2 separate regions of the Siniperca chuatsi genome follow, and region 2 is linked to region 1. Evidence: chromatin contacts called from public Hi-C data. All regions are on one chromosome and are shown on one strand. The core of a region is the stretch at or near the end of the contact, and the rest is flanking DNA. Distances in the headings are between cores, read along the strand shown. Region 1 overlaps rps6kc1 (ribosomal protein S6 kinase delta-1). Region 2 holds the start of LOC122862732 (N-lysine methyltransferase SMYD2-B-like).

Region 1 (4,163 bases), core at 647-3,146:
GTGGGGTTAATTCTATGCAGGCATGCATGGCCATAAGTAGACCACTTTCCCATGGTCACAGAACCTTCATTCATAGCCAGACATGAATAAACAGTCCAAATATACACAAACCAATCGAGTAGTAGTAGAAAGAGAGAGAGAGAGACTGACAAAAATCCATATGCAAAGGTGCTCTTTCCATTCTGTTCTTTTGCAGTTAAAGGAACCACATCTAAAGGATACATACGGTAATCATCATGACAGTGTTATTTTACATTTTAATTAACACTCAGAGTGGTTAATATCTGGAGGATAAATGAGAAATATCTTTTTTACTCTTGCAGTCACAGTTTTGAGAAGCTGGATCTTGTTGTAATTCTCTCTTTGTCCTGTAGAGTGTGCTGTTGTGCAACAGTTAGCCAATAGTGCAGTAACCCCATGTGTTGCCCCCAGCAGGCTTGTGGCAGCTCTGGCATGCTGTTTACAAGCTGCCTAAAACAAACTGCTGCTAGACTACAGCACCATGTCCCTACTTAACACTTCCGTGTGTGGGGGGGGGATAAGTTTTCCAATATGTTGCTGCTTTAAGCATATGCCTTCACACTTGGGCTGTTGGATAGATTATGCATTATGTGTTTAATTACATCTTCTTAAATATGCAGGATGAATAACTGGTAGCTGAAAACACTGGCTGCACTCTGAGACATACACAATGACCCGCACACCCATTCACTCTCCCACGCACTTATATTAAGCTATTCACTCATATTCATCCTCTCTCTCAAGCCAGGAAGGTCACTTCAGATTTAAATCCTCCTTGTGACTAGAACGTACAGTATGCCACTGTTGTAATAAATCTGAAAGCAACAAATGCTCTGTCTAATATCCAAAGTGTGCATTTTTTCCCTTAGCAACAGCTTATTTAAAAGCCTACTAATGGAAATAGAAGCACATAGATGCATATAGTGGCCAGCGGTAGATGACCTAAAGACACAGGAGCTCAGCACAAGGAGCTTTATGCACAATGTAGCTGAGCCGAAACATGTTTGTCATTAAATCATTGTGTAATTAATGTAATAATTTTCTTGTTAATACAAGCAGCGAGAGATTGTCACACTAAGTGCGTGGATGGTAGATTTGAAAGGTAACATGCGGAACAATCTTGTCTATTTAATAATGAATTTGGCATTCAAATTTAATTTTAACTTTGACTAAATATACACTTGACTTACAGTCAGTTATCACAGCACTGTTAACCCAATTCTGGATCAGTCAAGTTTTTAGAAGTGCTGTCCTCAAATGTCATATCTTGTCCAACCAGCAGTCAAAGAACTGGAAGGTATTCACTTTAAAATTACATAAAAATAAACAAATATTCAGTCTTGCCAAATGATGTAAATGATTGACTTTCAAAATTGTAACTGAATATATAGACAAATCCTTTCAGCACTGTGAAATTAAGATGTAGTTTAAGACAAATACAAGTATAAACAATGTTGGACACAGTGTCTGTGGATGACGAGAGGAGCTGGAGGCGGCAATAAAATCAGAAGCATGGCTTTATGTAAAAGTTGCACATCATCTACAGTAGCTCCTAACACAATAAAAATCAGTGGTGGTGCTCTTTGAATCACATTTGGGTGGTGCTTGCATTCAACTCACACAAATAATCAAAAATATTTTACAGCAAAAGATGCCCAGTAAAAGAATGTTAAATGTTGGGGATAAAAGCCAGCGCCTTAGTGAAATGAAGTGGAACAGAACTGACATCAGCGCAGGTGTGAAAGGTTTTGTTAGTTAAACGACTGTTGATCCCATGTGGATCAATGGATGTAATACATATTAGCAACCAGCAGGGGGTGTGTTATGCTGTTGTTGAGTGATAGTACCACGTCCACATCTATTGACTGTCCTACTCAAACATTAGCAACTTTTTCTCTTTTTCTTGTGTGTCTCTTATGTCCATCTTTCTTTGATGTTGTAAATTCAGATATATTACAAAGTAATGGCTATCACCTATTTTGCTTGCTTGTATTTATTGCGTACCTGCAAATCCCTGCGTTTGGTAGATGTATCTGTAGATGTATGTGCTTGTGAACACACACACTTAGTAACGCAGAGGTTAGTGAGTGTGTGTCTCTCCTGCCCTTGTTATGCATTGCTGTTTATCCAGACAGGGTCAGCTCTAGCGATGGCTTCATTCCTGATGACAGATTTATGACTGTTTGCCAGAAAGCTAGCAGGGGGCCTGCTGTGACCGTATGTGTGTGTGTGTGTGTGTGTGTGTCTGTTTAAGAAGGAGGGAAACATGTTTTTAAAACGCACACATTCACACCCAAAAAACACGGGAGTGAACTCGGAAAATACAGCAACAGTGTATCTATTTATTCTGCACTTCTGCTTATTTACTTTCTCACCATTCCGTCATTACTGATAAACATCAGATGGCTAATGTTTTGTTCTCTAATAAGACAAAAAACAAGCTGTGGAGTAACAGTGTGACACAACCTAATTTGAACAGAAATTGTTTATTGTTCTGTTGAGAGGGAAGCAAGTCCAAAACCGATTGTCTTCAACGTCTAAGAAAAGGGAAATTCAATATTCTTCCCCTCTGAGGTAACAAGTCAGTTACTGAGGACTTCATCATCATACTCACTGTTAACTTTCACCGTTTTGTTCTTTTACCTGCTCAGCCACAGGATGATCTGTTGGAAGATAAAGTTTAGTTCCTCTTTTTACACAGAGCTGTCATATCATTGTTTCGAAGAGATTTTCAAGTAAGAAATTGTGCCCTGAAAGTACCTTTTTGAAAGTTCTTTATTATTTGAATATTCTTACTCTGTCCGCATAATGAAGATGAGTCATGGGATTTGTCAACATTTATCAACAGAGCCTTCCCAGCTCATAAGACACACACACACACACACACACAGTCTTGGGACATGATACACCGATCCCTCCTTACTTCCTACCTGCATACACTTTACTTCCTCTTTCAACAATGACTGTCAGTTAAGTTTTTAGGGAAGTCGGTCTAAGAGGAGAAGAGAGAAAGTTCCTTATGGCCCCCAGGAGAGAGGAGATGGAGTGTGATTAAGATACAAAGCAGGAGGGAACTGCATTGTTGAAGGGAAAGGGAAGAAGAAGAGGCCATGAGGTGAACACACTGTATTGTTGTGTATCTGAACTCCTCAGTATCCTTTTGTTTTCTTAGAATTCTCATGATTAAATTTTTAGTGTTTCCTGTGCTGTTCAAGAAAGAAAATGCTAGCTTAGTAAAGGTATGATCAAATTTGAAAATGTACACATCACACAGTGCAGTGCAACAGTGGGGTTGAATGACCTATGGCCTGTGGATGCAGTTAATTCTCCCTTCCCGTCCTCTTTCTCTTTCTATCTCACTTTCTCCCTGCCTCGCTCTGACAGAGCGGTAAGTGTAGCCAGCTCCACTGTACTCTCCCTGCAGCTCCTTAGACATTAATCCATTGTGATGACATCGACCTTGCTCTGAGACGTGTGCGTGCGTGCGTGTGTATGTATGTGTGTTGTCTGTGTGTGTCCAGTATTTCCCTCCAGCTCATAACTACGCAGGTATCACTAGTCTGTTCAATGACGATCTTCTCTCCTTGGCTGTCAAAACAGCAGTCCTGGGGAGCCCTGAAGTCTGGTTGCTCAGTTGGCTGTGTGTGTGTGTGTGTGTGTGTGTGTGTGTGTGTGTGTGTGTGTGTGTGTGTGTGTGTGTATTTGTATACGAAACGTCCAAGTCGTATCATAGCCCTCTCTAACCTTTACTGCAAGAGAGCCGCACAGGCCCCTGGAGTTCCCGGCAGCCTCCAGGAGAGGGGTCTTTGTCTCTTATGCTCCCCCAGCTGAGGAGCCTGGTCTCTGGGCACACACAGACGTGACCCTGGGTTCTGGCCCTCTGGAGAGAGCAGAGGGAAGCCGAGCGGCACAAGAGGCCATCTGGTACCCAGTGGAGCTAACACACACACACACACTTTTGACTTTAGCACACGCTCACTCTTGGTTTCCTGTGTGTTACTTAAACATACGTGGAGTCCCAACAGCCTTCTATCGAGCTGGCTATCAGACTGATTGTGGATCACATGCTCGCAGAACGTGGCCATGAGCTAGACTTTAGGTCAAGAGCTAGATTCAAAGTGGACAAACTTCCTGTGAAATGT
Region 2 (4,163 bases), core at 737-3,236, 140 kb after region 1:
GCTACAAATCAATGAGTAAAGCAGCTTAATGGCTATATTGGATTTTTCATCATCAATGTCATGAAACAAAATTATTTGTCAGGTATTTAATTCTCTGCATTAACCAAAGATATACATTGAGTCATATTTTCTCCAACAATTTCTCAAAAGCTTTTCCGGACACTTCACTAAATCAGACTACTTTATATCAATATCATGATATAAAATTATATTTTATTTATTATTTAGATTTTAACAATATTGCCAATCGCATCCATACAGTGGCGGTTCTGACCCATTTAAACCACAGGGGCCAGACTGGGGCCAAATGCTCTTTGAGAGGGGCCAGTTGAATTAACTCCATAACTGAATTAACCATAACTGAAAATAAGCGCTCTTTTTAGCAGCAGAGTGCTTTAGAAGTCAAACAGGTCATCTTAGGAGATAAAGTAGAAACAATGTGGTAATTCATAAAAAAGTAAACAAATTCAAATTTATAGTACTCTTTCACTGTGGTGGAATACAACAAATCACATCAAAAAGAAGCAATGCACATATCATAGATACATGACTTACACAGTGTTTGTTGAGTATCGTCTTAGCATATAAAAAAGATATACAGTACAACAAAGCTTATACTTGAAACAGGTACAGATTGAATACTAAAATATTGAACATTAGAAACATTCACAGATTTAGTTCATGTTCACATCAGAAGGTATCAACGCATAATGAACTGCTTGGCATACAAAAACAGCCTACAAGGGCTACAATATAATGACTCATAGAAGCACAGATGAAGAAATTCTCACAAGCAACAAGCAGACGTCCACAGGCTCATTACCACACACCATCAAGTGACTGAACAACCAATACATGCAAAATTGGGGAAATTATTCAAAGCCCCTGCAGACTATGTCCTTGCAGCTGTGTCTATGTAGCCTAAATAGCATCAATAACACAACAGCTTTGCAAACAAGGTACAGTAGGCTAAGTTACATAACACAATCTCATAATGTTAACAACTACACAAAAAGTGGTTAAATACACACAGACAGCCCGAGAGACACATTTAACCATCGGAAAAATAGCGTGCAAAGAGACAGACAGAGACAGATAGACACAGAAAGAGGCAGAAAGAGGGTGGATTTATCTGACTCACATTATTTGACGCTGAAGCCCATCCTTTCATGGAGATGAGGTGGTGAATATCCATGTCATATAGTCCCACTGCACTTGTTGCTGTGATTGTTTGTTTACAGAACTCCTCATCTTCTCTCTCCATCACTGCTAGCTAACAAGCCTTACAATAACACAGTTAGCTGATTAGCAACACTGACAAACAAACTTTCCCGGTTGTTTCATTTATTAAAAGTCCCACTGTACTTGTTGCTATGATTATTAATTGAAAGAACTCCTCATCTCCTCTCTCCATCACTGTTAGCTACCTGACTAGTCTTAAAAAACACAGTTAACCTAGTTGATATTGTTAGCATCACTGGAAAACAAGCTAGCCAACGCTCCTGGTTGCTTAATTTAAATTATGTTAGTTTTCTATTGTTTATTATGAGACTAGAGTATGACTGGCTTCCCAATTCACATAATAGTTTCTTATGACCCATTCACTATCCCACAATGACCGCATCTGAGTGTTTGATACTACTTTCCAAATCAACTTCTTACTACATATTTGCCTTAACGCTTAGTGTAATATATATCATCGTTAACCACACAGAGCAGCCGCTAAGGGCGCTGTTTCACTCACTTGTGGAAACTCAATGAAAACTTGGGGAAACAACATAATAAGAATTGCTAGTTATTTGACAAAGGTAATTATGCAGTATTTTAATTAAAATCACAGTGTCTATATTATATATATTATAGTGTCACTATTTTGGATAGTGAGGGAGTCTCTGTTTGCATTGGTTTCCGAGAGAAAGCTGCTGCATTGTGGAGGGGGGGCACAATGGCGTCTTGTTGCCATAGCAGCACTGGCCACCTAGCCCCAGACCCACCAAAAATGTTATTTAACAGTTGTAAAATCACTCTATATGTTTCTCTAAATCAATTATTGGGTGCTATTTAAAAAAGAGTAGAAAGTTTGTCGGTCACAGGAAAAAGTTTTAATGTTTTCGTAGTTTGCATATGGGCTCATCCTGCGCCTTTGGATGCCATTAGGAACTATTATTGGGGAGGGTGACGCCCCAACACGTAGAGCCGGGGTGTCACATCCCACACTTCTCTCCCGGGTCCTTATGAGTCATTTTGGAGGAAGACAACCCGAAGGAGGCACAATGACGGGCAACATCGAGGGAATTGAGAGGTTTGACAGTCCGGGGAAAGGGCGAGGTCTCCGTGTTACCAGACGCTTTAAAGTTGGAGAGCTGCTGTTTTCCTGCCAGGCGTACTCTTATGTGCTGTCAGTAAAGGAGAGAGGCTGCTACTGCGAGTGCTGCTTCACCAGGTAAGTGACTGGTTATTTTTATCCCTGCATGTTGTGACAACGTATTTCATTTTCTCTCTAAGCATTACTTGATCCAGTTCATAAAGAGTCTCATCTGAGCACTTTTGCCTGTATCAAATACTGTACAACCTTTGTGATGACACCTGACATCATGTGGCTGCATATCCTGCAACACCTCATTGCCTATGATTTATTTCTTATTAGATCTGAATAAGTTTAAGACGCCAATCTCTTTAACTGCGAACCAGATCAGTTTATTAGTGAGTCTTAATATGTATTGGCCACCATAAAGTACCACATGGGCTCTTTGTCATAAATGTGTCACTCCATAAAATCTATTTTGGTTATCTTGCTCATCTTTCTGAATGGTGGTTCATTTATATCCTGTTCCACATTTCTGCATACCGTCTCTGGCCCGCTCTGGGAGTAGGCCTATATGAATGCTGAACATTTTCGTAGCATCCAGGCAGTCATTCATCTCTTGATTGTGTTTGTTTGCCTGGATGTGTTATAGTAGAGCTGTTATAGTAATCATGATAACAATCAGTTACATTCTAATCAAATCTCATGTCTAATAATTGTCTTTGTCCTGTAGTCTACAGGTTGGTATGGATGCAACTGGTTGCACTGCATACACACACCTTTTTTCAGTACTGTTATGTAAGACATCATCCCGCTTGCAGCAGCAGTTTATATATTTGTTATGTTTAACATTGAGAAATTAGTTATTGTCCATATTGGCTCCCAATGGTGTGAAATCTTTTTTATTTAAATTTATTTTTAAATTTTTATTTAGGAAGATTCTGTGAGATTCATTATGGATGACTTATTTTGAAGTTACCATAATTTGTCCTCTTTGACTCCTTAAATGATATTGAAGTACTGAGAGATGATGTGAAAAGTTGCAGCAGTTTAATTATGTGCACAGTTTGGATTCTGTGCAGTGATATTTGTTGTATTGTCCAGTGCTGATCCTCAGCTATCAGGTGACAAAAAGCAGATGTTTGGAAAGTATCACTTCCTTTTTTTGTCTATTGTAAACCGCTGTAACCCTACCTCGTACCTTAGTCTTACCCCAATCCAAGCTCTTGTTGTGACCTCCTTTTTTATCCTGAAGCAACCCAGCCTAACCTACCTTAAATGTGACCTTAGTCTTGCATAAATAGACCTTGACATCGCAAAAGGAGACCTTTAAGATCATATGACAGCCATTCAATTTGCTGTAAGTTAGAAAACAGCTTCAGGAGATGCCATTTGTGTATTTAGAAGACTTTTGCAGATACAGTTATAGACAACACATAATTTTATCATAGAGGATCAAACATGTTTGGTCTTTAATTGGTCACTGTGTGTAGAGTGCAGTGTAGTGTGTTCCCAGCTTTAGACTGTCGTGTTCACCCATCACTAACCAGTTTGTTGGACTTGGCATGACTACCAACAGTAAATGTCTCAAAACTTTTTGGGGTGGAACTATGTACTGCTTTACTGTTTCAGTGTGGTAGAGAGACAGCTGGCACTCATAAGGTCAGCTCTATTAATACCACAGAATGTTTTAAAGCCCTTCATTGCTATCAGTTACGACAGGCCACTAGCAACTGCTGTTTCTTGTCTCAGAGTAATGGAACAGGATGTTTTTAAAGTCCATACACACACTTATACACTCAAGCAACCACATACTCACATACAAGATACTCCACTAGACGTACAACTAGATAATGCA

Evidence for each region. Hi-C and Micro-C count contacts between places; a contact is called where the count stands out from the background.
Region 2: a Hi-C map of skeletal muscle shows a contact between it and region 1, with 3 times the contacts expected there. The contact joins the promoter of LOC122862732 here to the enhancer-like site in region 1. A contact is called at or near these places in 2 of 3 Hi-C or Micro-C datasets (liver and skeletal muscle).

What each region holds. Positions count from the first base shown.
Region 1 is chrLG16:15,212,050-15,216,212 of ASM2008510v1, forward strand. All of the region lies in intron 13 of rps6kc1 (ribosomal protein S6 kinase delta-1), which reads left to right. Among protein-coding and RNA genes, the nearest start is that of rps6kc1, 16 kb to the left of the region's middle. Within about 2 kb of position 1,897, the one cell type or tissue checked has an H3K27ac peak away from gene starts, as active enhancers do. A contact at or near this core is called in liver, where this site is marked.
Region 2 is chrLG16:15,349,992-15,354,154 of ASM2008510v1, forward strand. LOC122862732 (N-lysine methyltransferase SMYD2-B-like) reads left to right here and starts at 1,987. Exons shown (of 12, transcript XM_044168339.1): 1 at 1,987-2,443. The coding sequence starts at 2,148.